Regions from separate parts of the Thunnus thynnus genome. Here region 2 is linked to region 1. Evidence: chromatin contacts called from public Hi-C data. All regions are on one chromosome and are shown on one strand. Each heading gives the region's core, a stretch centred on a gene start, on an enhancer-like site or on the middle of the called end of the contact. The rest is flanking DNA. Distances are from core to core; before and after follow the strand shown. Region 1 holds the start of LOC137195834 (rho GTPase-activating protein 26-like). Region 2 holds the start of endou2 (endonuclease, polyU-specific 2).

Evidence for each region. Hi-C and Micro-C count contacts between places; a contact is called where the count stands out from the background.
Region 2: a Hi-C map of muscle shows a contact between it and region 1, with 6 times the contacts expected there. The contact joins the promoter of endou2 here to the promoter of LOC137195834 in region 1. A contact is called at or near these places in 3 of 3 Hi-C or Micro-C datasets (heart and muscle).

What each region holds. Positions count from the first base shown.
Region 1 is chr13:18,728,758-18,734,284 of fThuThy2.1, reverse strand. It overlaps LOC137195834 (rho GTPase-activating protein 26-like), which reads left to right and starts at 2,714. Exons shown (of 24, transcript XM_067608478.1): 1 at 2,714-3,457. The coding sequence starts at 3,304.
Region 2 is chr13:18,876,150-18,881,676 of fThuThy2.1, reverse strand. endou2 (endonuclease, polyU-specific 2) reads left to right here and starts at 2,479. Exons shown (of 7, transcript XM_067608491.1): 1 at 2,479-2,689; 2 at 4,379-4,545. The coding sequence starts at 4,444. rnf14 (ring finger protein 14) reads left to right here. Exons shown (of 9, transcript XM_067608489.1): 9 at 1-1,368.

The DNA of each region.
Region 1 (5,527 bases), core at 1,465-3,964:
CCTTTTTAAAAGTGTGTTTTCATTTAAAATAGGAGCCAAAGTTAAAGCTCAGGGCGGTAAATCATGCAACAGTCTGTTTCCCATATGTACTTGACAATAAACTGGTTAATTCTGGTTCTTGAACTAGCCTCTCATATCTTAGACAACATACACAAACAACAGCTACAACTTCCTGTAAATGGCTATCTCTGTACACCACACTGTGGCAGATGGAGAAATGAGCAAGCGACCAGGCGCTGTGTTCTGGTTTGGCAGAGGAAGTGTCAGATCTAAATCTGAACTGTTTTCAGAGAAAGACCGCAAACACAAACTGTACATGTGCCAATGACATGCATGCGATGTTAACAAATCACCCAAATGTGTCATCAGCTTTAATGGCGAGACAGCAGTGGCAGTGACTAAAATCAGTCAGTGCAATATATGATCAATACAATTTAGGCCTTCTGAATCTGCTCTAATAATAAAAACAGGTCCAGTTTCACACAATTAGACTTTAAATTAAAATGACCAACAATTATCAATCAAAAAATATCAATCACAACAATTTGCAAGTACAAAAAGTCACTTCAATGTTGACTAAATAAAAAAAAAAATCTGTTGCAGTGTAGCATTGTGCCAACAGAGGGCGACAGAGAGTAGTGGAGGCTTTAATCCAACGCAGATATCCTCAGCAGAAATTCCCCGCTCTGGTTGAAATGACATCAGCATCTGCTCCCACCAACCACACTCCCAGCCCGCTACCGGCAAAGATTGTCTATACTCGTGAAGATGTAATGCTCAACATACATTTGACCGTACTTGCTGGCATGAATTCTGTATTAACATGCACTCTATTCTGTCCTTATGCACTGCTACAACTAACTGACTTCAAATGTTTCATAACTTAGAGGCTTTAGTTACTTTCAACCTTTTTATTCTGTGGCAAAATTCATCAAGATGATATTAACTGCTTTAACTGGGTCCATGTTTGCTTGATTGACAGATGTGTGCAATTTTTTTGCTTGTTCCACATGAGCTCCAACCCCAAGAACACACTCTTACTGGACACATATTTGTGACCTAGTTTGTTCACAGCTGATTTAGCTCAGCTTCCACTTTATCTTGGTGTACATGCATATACAACGGGGTAAATGTTGATTGTAACATCCTCAGCCCATGACTGGTCCTCCTCTTTCCCAAATTCAATTTCAGTTCAATTCAGTTTTATTTCTATAGTGCCAAATCATAACAAAAGTTATCTCAGGGCACTTTTCATATAGAGCAGGTCAACATTGTACTCTTTAATTTACAGAGACCCAACAATTCCTCCATGAGCAAGCACTTGGCGACAGTGGCAAGGGAAAACTCCCCTTTAACGGGAAGAAACCTCAAGCAGAACCAGGCTCTAGGTGGGCGGCCGTCTGCCTTGACCGGTTGGATTGAGGCAAATGAAAACAGATCTTGCCTGAACCAAGTTAATTGTGCATTCAGGCAGTCCAGGGAAACTTATCAAGTCAGAAATGTTTATTACCAGCAAATTGTCCTGAACGTCCGACATCAAAGTGATAAATTTAGTGCTAAGTGGGCAATTGTTTCATGATACTGAGGTTTACAGTGCTACAGTACAATGGTCCTCAGTCCGATTTAAACCATGAATCTGGCTCAAATCTCACTGGGGACCTCTTTTGCTAGTGACATGGATGGTTATGTTAGTCTGTCCACCACTTTACTTCATGCAGATTGGGTAAATTATCCAATTTGCACATTCACGGTCCTCAGAGGATGAATACCATTGATTTTGGTGATCACCTGGCATTTCCTCTATAGCGCCATCATAAGGTTGACATGTGTGGATCAGACTGAAATATGTTGAGAACTATTGGGTGGATTGCCATAAAATTTACTGCAGGTATTTAAGATCCTTAAAGGATCAGTTCTAATTACTCTGGTGTAGGCCTGCCCCGGACTTTTGATCAAGCACCATCATAAGGTCAAAATTTCAATATGCCCAACCTACTGGCATGACCAAATATCTAAAGCTAATGACGTTCCCATCAACCTCAATTGTACTTTGTGTTTAGTACTACTTAGCAGATGTTAGCATGCTAACAGGCTAAATTAAAATGGTGTACCTGAATGCATGTTTGTCACTCAAAGCACCGTTGTGCCAATGTACAGCCTCACAGAGCAGCTAGTGTGGCTGTAGACATTATATTTCTCATTTGGAGGAGTCTTTGAAACGAGACAGGCTTAGTTGACCCTTTATGACCTTTTCAGCCCTGAAAGAGATAGACTTGACGTCCATTTTTTTCTTCTTTTTCCTCGTATTGTTTCTCATATATTTCTTTGTTTTTATTGGATTATTGTCTATTGATTGTTTAGTTTTTCTGTCCATTTTTGTGCTTTTTGTTGTCATTTATTTTTTTGTTGTATTTTCCTTAATTATGTTAGCTTATATCTTCTTCCTTTTTTGTTATTTGTTTGTTTGTTTTTCTCATTAAATTGAATGGAGATCCGTTGCAAAAGCCTGTGGCTTCCTTACCTCTCCTGTCACATTTATTTTTATTATCTACAGTTTTTATGCAGTCTTAAGCGTTTGTATAAACGACACCAGAGTGAGACCTCATCTATTTTTTCTCATCTCTGTTCTTGAGCAGCTCACCGCCCCGAACGGTCAGCTCTTCAATCCGGCCTCTTCATTGGCCGAGAGAGACGTCAATCAGGGGATTATCCGTGTTGGGGTAGGTTGATTACGGTCTGCGGCGCTGAGCTGAGCAGGGCAGGGGAGAAAGCAGTGCATTTAAAACCGCCCAGGGAAGATACCGCATTTACGAGCCTAGTTTTGTTTTTGTTTTTTTTTGCACCACCTTCCTCGCCTCTGTCTGACTCTGTCCGGTCCAGAATGACTTGGTCGAGAGGAATGCAGCACCGGTTCACCTGAGCAAGTGGACACTTTTCTTTAAAACCCCGCCAACACTCCTGCTAGTCTGCTGTGACTTTTTATTTCATTGAATTGGATGCTGCTGCTGCTATTCTGAAAGAAATAGGAACAGTCCTGCTTGTGTCAACTTGAATGTTTACCTAAAAAAAAGAAGGTTATGTAGCTAGGTAGTCCTTTCTGTTGGATACATCTCCGCCGGGTTGTTTATATGTTGTAATTGGATTTTCCATCATTTCCAGCAGCAGCAGCAGCAGCAGCAGTAGTACCTCACGTCAAGGATTTCTCTCCTCCTCCTTCTCCTCTTGCTCCTCCGTCTCCTGCTCGGAGCTTTTTGCCGGGTGGTCCAGGTTGTGTCTAAAAAGAAGAAGAAGAAGAAGAAGAAGATGGGACTTCCTGCCCTAGAGTTCAGTGACTGCTACCTGGACAGCCCGCAGTTTAGGGAGAGACTCAAGTCCCACGAACTGGAGCTGGACAAGACCAATAAGTTCATCAAGGAGCTGATTAAAGACGGCAAGGCGCTGATCCAGGCTTTGAAAAGTAAGTGTGTGTGAGAGAAATGAGTCTTTTTGCACTATTAACTCACTGACATTCATACATACTGCCCATATTATGGACTGGGAATGGGTTACAGAAAAAAGTTGAGATGCCTCCAGGTGTGTGTGTGTGTCAAAGAGAAAGAGACATCTCAACTGCTCTGGAGGTCTTATCTCATTTACACTGAAATCATATGAAAACCTGACACTCTTGCTTGACACTCTGTGCGCCACTGATAAGGCACATAACAGAGGTGAAGAGGCAAGTTGGGTGAATTTGAGTGGAGCGGTGCACAGTGTCCTCTGGAGCTGTCAGCACATTTGTTCTCCTCAGCCTACATTAGGAGGCATTTAGATGGCATTCACTCACACCGATGAGTGCTGGTATGTGCACGAGTGCGTCAAAGGCTGCGATGTCGTTTAATGTTGATAAAGGTTTTTGACTACTAAAGTTCATCCTGTAAAATAGCTGTTATAAAAGACACGAGGGAGTAGCTTGTTTTGCCCTCCTGACTGTTTATGAGGTGAGTCAGAATGTGGAAAACCAGTTTTTTTTGTTATTTGATAAATACAGTATGAATGAAAAGCTGGGCGGCTGGGTACCAGGGTAATGGGAAGGCTCAGTTTAATCATAAACATCAAAATTGAATATAAAAATTGATATGTTTAGGTACAATAAGACTTGAGATGGTTTAAGTTAGGTGAGCCTTTGCTGTTGTTAAGGTTCAGGAAGAATCTGACCTCCGCCTGAATCCATGAGAGGACTGGATTTATTTCTCTGAAGTTGTATTTCATGTCCGGGTTTGCTGCTTATCTTACGTTCATTCTTCACTCTTGGAAAATGTGTGTAAAAACAAATCCAATATTCTAATGTGATGTGCAAAATATGGCGATCTTGTCAACTCAGTCTGGCTTGTTCTTGTTATATTACACTATGTGCACCATGACTTAAAAACTATAACACCAGAAGAATAAAGGCTAACTTAAGATAAAATAACTTCAACTCACATCATCCAAGATCATTTTAACTAAACTTAACCACACAAAAACAAACTAAAACATATAACAGTCATGTTATTCTCATATTTATCTGATGAATGTACTCTGAAATCTTTTGTCAGATATTGCTGTGAGAATATTAATGACACTTTCTACAGCGGCCACGCCTCCAAGTATCACAAATTCTATTGATTAGGGATAGAACCAATGTCCAATCTTATCTATAAGCCTATAAGATATTTCATATCAGCAAGTCAGTATCCTCTCACAAGATGAAAGTGATTCAGTGTGTTTTACTACATATTTATTGTCAAGTTGAACATGTCTTCAACCTGTCAAGCATTACGTCTTTTTTCATTGTTTTGGCTTGAAAATAGACAGAAGAAATTGTGTTACCAGCATCGAAAGCCTATTTACTGCAAGTCTTTTCATTTCCGTAGCTACAGGATCGGCTGCCGTTTCAACTTGTGGGTTAAATTTGTGTTTACTTTGCATGATGCAACATGGTACATGCATGGACACTCCTGATACTGTTGATGCTCTTGTGTTTTGGTAGGTAGTATATTATTATTCACACTGGTCTAGAAACGAAAAGAAGAAAAATCGTGGGAGGTCCAGGACAGACCAGGCTACCAGTTAACCTGAACTTTCCACCCCTGTGTCATCGACTGTACCTTTTTTTTTTTTTTTTTTTTTTTTTTTTTTTTAAAAACAAACTAGCTCTGTTCTCTGTCACCACAAAGCTCTGTCAGCTGATGTGTTGCTATAAAGACACATCTGTTTTTGTCCATTGGCGAGATCTAGAAATCAAACAGCATGGTCTGATTCGCTGAGGTTGGGATGAGAGAGAGAGAGAGAGAGTCATTTGCTTGTTCTGTGCTATTGTAACAGGGTGCTGCCTAGAAAGAGCAAGTCAGCACATTTTCCTAGTTAATCTTTTTATACCTGTGCTACACAGTAGTACGGGCTTTTGCTGGTACATGAGACGAGACTCAGTGAGTTGTGACACGTCTTTCCTGTCAGGTCTGTCCTGGGATTTTTTTTTTTTTTTTTTTTTAAGTTGCTAATTGCTGCT
Region 2 (5,527 bases), core at 1,230-3,729, 150 kb before region 1:
TTTTCTAAAAAAAAAACACCAAAAAAAAACAAGCCCACTCTTGTGGTTATTGAGCATCGAAGCCACATACTTGCACAACTATGTATTGATGATCATTAGTGGCTATTGTCTTTCAAACCTTTAAAATATGACAGTGTCATAGGACTGTACTTTTAATTTAAAAAAAATGCATCAATTAGAGAACTACTTTCTTTCCTGATTGGACATCCACATCATGATGGGTTTTGGCATCTCACAGGTTTATAATGATCAAGAGCTGATAACTGAGCCACTGACCAAGCTCGTTTGTTACATTAAAACATGTTTGCTACCAGTTAACCGGCAAATTAGGTGAAAGAAGATCTTGTATTTGCCCTTCTTTGTCATATTAAAGTATCCTGCTTGTTAAATAGTATCTTAAAGTATAGCTAACTTTATGTCACATGTCAAAATTATGACACAGCTAACTTTTCTTTTAAGCAAGCTTCATGGGGGATATTTAAGTGAATTTCAAGATCTAAACAAGATGCTTGCACACACACATAGACACATAGAGGATGAAAGCATTGGAGACACACCAAGAGACTCTTCACTCAACCATAATTCCAAAACTGAGGTTTTGTTTTTTTTTTCAGCTTTAGTCTAAATGGGAAACCCTTATACTCCCCTTAGACTGATACAATGTGTGAAACTTTTCTCTTTTGTTTTAATTATGTTTAGATGAGATTTTTCTTGAGATGAGATAATTTACAGGAACATCAAATGATGAGTCAATCAGTGTGGAAAGAGGGAAAGAGAGACAGTGGTTGTGGGGTTTATAATTATTTGTTTGAGTTATATGTATTTGCCCGTAGAGAATGTAATAATGGAGGACATTAACAGTGGATCATCAAGACCGGTGTGAGAAAGGAAATCCTCATTTGGTGAACAGCCGAGGCATTTAGTGATGGTTTGACTAGATTCATTTACATCGTTCTTTGTACAGCTGATGTTTAATGTTGCCAAATATGTTTATGAAAGGGGGGCACAGCATTTTGATAATGTCTAGATATACAAAAGGTATTTTGTATAAAGGTAATTATATATATTTTTTAACAGTTTATCCCATACAAGCAATTTGGCCTGAAGTTAAACCCTCATATCAGATCTGGTCTTTTTCAACATTAATAAATAAATTTGCTCCTGTGTAGACTACTTTGGGAATTGATGCTGGTCTGGACAGGTAAAAAGACAATCTCTTGTTCAGTCTTGAAATGCACATGGATTCACTTTACCCATCAGTGCAGACCCACTGACCCACTTCATGTTTCATTCAAGAAAAGTTTTATTCAAGAATCTTGTTAAAATGCATTCAGCATTCTGTTCCTCAAAATAAATGTTATCACTTAACATGTTGTCTGTTTTAATCATTGAATGGGAGACAAAAATGCTAATTTGGTGCCAGTATAATAGTGTTTTCTGTTGCTGTGGGGTCATGAGACAGTTAAATGCAAGTGTTTATAGGTATTTTAAACTGTTTTACTCTCATAAGTTGTACCTCAAAAATATATACCTCCTACGTGGACCATAATTAGGCTTCACAGAATATTAACATGATACAGCTTGCCGCCAAGGTGACGTTACCATGCCTCTTTACTGCCATTTCTCCTGGGTTTTTACAGTAAGGTTAAATTCATAGTGTTCTTGTTTCAATCTCACTGAGGCTCACAGCGCCTTTTTTCACATGTAGAGGTGTGATTTTTTTTCTCACTCAACACACTGCTGACTCATTCACATATGAAACTTATAGGTGGGTATGGTTGAGCCAGATTACTCAAGACTCCAAAGTTCAGTTTCCTTTAAGGTACTGTTTTTACAGCTCTCAATTTTATGGTTCTATAAATATAGCGTTCAGTGCAAAAAGTGAAAATAACGCAATTGAAAACAGTTCAGACGGTTACATATATGTATGAATATATACATTGTTTTGATGTGTCATTCAACAAGAATGTTTTAGAAGTTTTAAAGATAATGAAGAAAATGATACAAGAAAATATAGAACATACGTTTTTACATGTGTTTTTTTTTTTTGTAGATTATGAGAATTTTTTTTTTCCTCAGTTTTTACTAAACCCTTTTCAGACTATGGATCATTTAGAATAAAATGTCAAAATCAAACACTAGAGAACAACTCCCAAACCAAGAGTATTTGCAGTTAGGTTGAAAATTTAGCTTTCTGTGGTGCTTCAAGTACACCTTTAACTATACCTTTACAACATCTGGTTACCTGAAACATGACCCATATTTACCCTGTAATCCCGAAGTTGTGCTGTTACAGAGAGAGAAACAATGAAATACTAAAGAAACAAAGAGCCCTGAGATTGAAAAGAGACAACATTGTGTAATCCCTTTGGCTAGAGTTGCTGACAGGGGATAACCCTTTAAAATGGCCCCTCTCTCCTGTCCTGTCCCATCCCCTGCCTCGTGCTCTATGCCCCCCCCCCCCCCCCCCCCCCCCCCAGCCTCTGTCTTTCTCCATACACGCTGACAGACAGACTGGCTGACTGACTGAACTGTTACTATGCCCCTAAAGACACCTGCTCTCATAAACACAGGAAGCCATCAACAGCAGCACCTGGCCAACACCGAGGAACATCACCAACCCTTCAAGCATTAGTTGCTTTCCCCTCACTTAACCATAACAGCAGCAGGACAACACTCAAAGGAAAAGGTCAGTGGATTTTGATGTGGTGGCTGATGGGGATGCGGTCTGGGACTCGGACACGGAGCTCAGTGTCATGGATGTGAGATGTGTTGTCAGCCATGATTTCGGGGAATGCAGTGGTGGTACACAAATGTTGAGTTGTATGGAAAAGCTTTTTCATGGGGAAGCTATTATGTTTTTACAACGCTGTGGACGATTATAGGCCTACATTACCTTCATGATAACCAGTGTTTTGTGATTATGTGTAAAGTCTTGACTATTAAAATGATCTTTCTGGTCACAAACATGCTAAATCAACTCATTAAGTATTTTAATAGTAGCATTTTGATATGATGTTTTTTTATTTATCACCTTCTTTATAAATTAAAGCTACCTTTAGCAGGGGATTGTTAAATATGAATGAATGAATGAATGAATGACGTATTTCAACTATGCTCAGCCTGCATGCGCTTCAAAGACCTCAAATAAAGAATGACATTTTCAATCACTACTATACTACTAGTCAAAAAAATAAAGGAAACTAAGTAATTGTCACAATCATATTTTCAGACCTTTACGTCTACAACAAAATTCATAAATCACTGACAAAACATGTACAGCATCATAGTGGAGAAATCAGAATAAATACTCATTAAATAATACGCCTCATCTTCTTTTCAAGGCTTTAAAGACAAAGTTATCCAAATGAAATACATCAAAATCAGAAACAAATATCACAAAATCATGCGTACACCAGAATATTTCGGGTTTTTGTCGAATCATTTAATGGAAAATTGACTTTCATTATAATCATTACAGTATACACATTACAAAATGGGACTAATTTTCCACTTCTCGAAAGTCACACGGCTCACACGTTCAATTACACCTTGAATATTCACCAACCTCTATTACTCAGCAGAGGAAAAATACCAGTTTATACCAGTAAGTGAGCGGTAACATACATGATGTACATGAGTGCTCTCATTTCTGAGAGCTAGAAGCATTTGAAGGAAAATTTGTTGCTCATACACTTTCACAGATGAAACTCATCTGTGAAAGTGTATGAGCAACAAATTAATTATTAATAAAATGCTCTTCAAGTCAAAGACACAACTTTATAGGATTTGGATTTATCTGTTTAATAACTCATTAATTGACAATAGTTAATTATTTGAATCTAAAAAGGAATTCATGTATCAGTAAACTAAATGCCTTGATATATATCTGAGGTCTTTAAGCTTTTCCTCCCATGTTTCCCATTTTACATCAAGTTAATGTTTTGGAATTCAATTCTGAACACAACTTGATTTTTAAAATAATATTTTTCAGGTATTTACAGATAAAAAATAAACTTAACACTAACTTTAAAGATCATCAGTCATCTGACAAGTATTAAAATCCTCAATGTCCATAGATACCTTCATGCAAAATTATCTCATAAACACAGAAGTCCATAGATGGTTTAGCAGTGCATTATATTTTCTTATCATGTTATATTTGCATATAAACACTAAAATGTGCAATATCTCCTCCTAAAATATACTGAGGTAAACACAAAATATAAAGTACCACTACCTCAAACTGAATATCTTAATACAGTACTTTTTGTTGCTGTCCACTGCTGAAGCTCACTGCTCAAACATCTTGATTTTAGTCAAAGTGCCTCCAAGCCTATAGCAGCAGAATCTTCATGAACTGTTTCTTTCCTGCCAGAGACGCACTGAGACCAACCATCTACAGCTCGTCCACTGCGGGACCAAGAACACGACGGTCGTATCATGATTGAGAGTGACAGAGAGCTGTCGTCCATGGTGCAGGAACTATGGGACAATGATGTCAACAGACTCAAACCTGGAAAAGACTACAGGATCTCTCTGCAGGTGCACCACACACACACACACACACACACACACACACACACACACACACAACCCCAACCCTAAACGTAACCACTACTTGCCTAACCCTAAACCTTATCCTAACCTTAACCACTGATCCAAAAATCAGTGTTTTGCCAATTGGGGACATGGCTTTGGTCCCCAGTCGGACAAGCTGTCCCCAATCAACTGGTCTTAAGTCTGAAATTTGTCCCCAAAAGTAACCTATGACAGACCCACACGCACACACACTTTTGTGATTGACACAACCACAATTAATCACTTGTGTATCCATAAAACCAGAGCCTCATGTTGGTTTTGTATACCACTTTAAAGCAGCTTTCATCACATCTAACATCAATAAATATCAATAAAAATATATTATTAATATAATTCTGGTGAATAAACTGGCCTCTACATTGCATTGTACATTGTGAATTTACCATGAAATTGGTTTGCTTTATCGCACAAAACAGAAAGTGGGCGCTGCTCTACCACTGCAAACAGAGCTGAATCACTGTATGAGGTGAGAGGCTGAGAGAAAAAGCACTTTTGTGTGCTTTCCCTTTTTAGTATAAAAGAGAAAACTTATTGAAGACCTACTGAAGAGGTCAAAAAAACATATATCTGACAGGCAGCAATGGGGATTATGGGAATTAAATGGCAGAACAGTTTTTAGGCTACACTGCAGAGAAAACGATGTGATAAATGTGGGACATTGTATGATGGCAGTTGTGCTTGTGTATTTATTTTTAGTTCAGTTGGATTTCACAGTTCTTCTGTACCACCTGGCCATCTGAATAAAAGATACACATTACTTCCAAATTTATATTTTTACTTACAATTGTCCCAGTTATTGTCTCACGCAGTGGCAATACATCCATGTTGCAAAGGTATCTCTGATTCGATACGAAATGTATCACTGGAAGCATACAAGAACATCTGATGAACAGCAGGTTTAAAGATGTGACCCTATATTACCTAT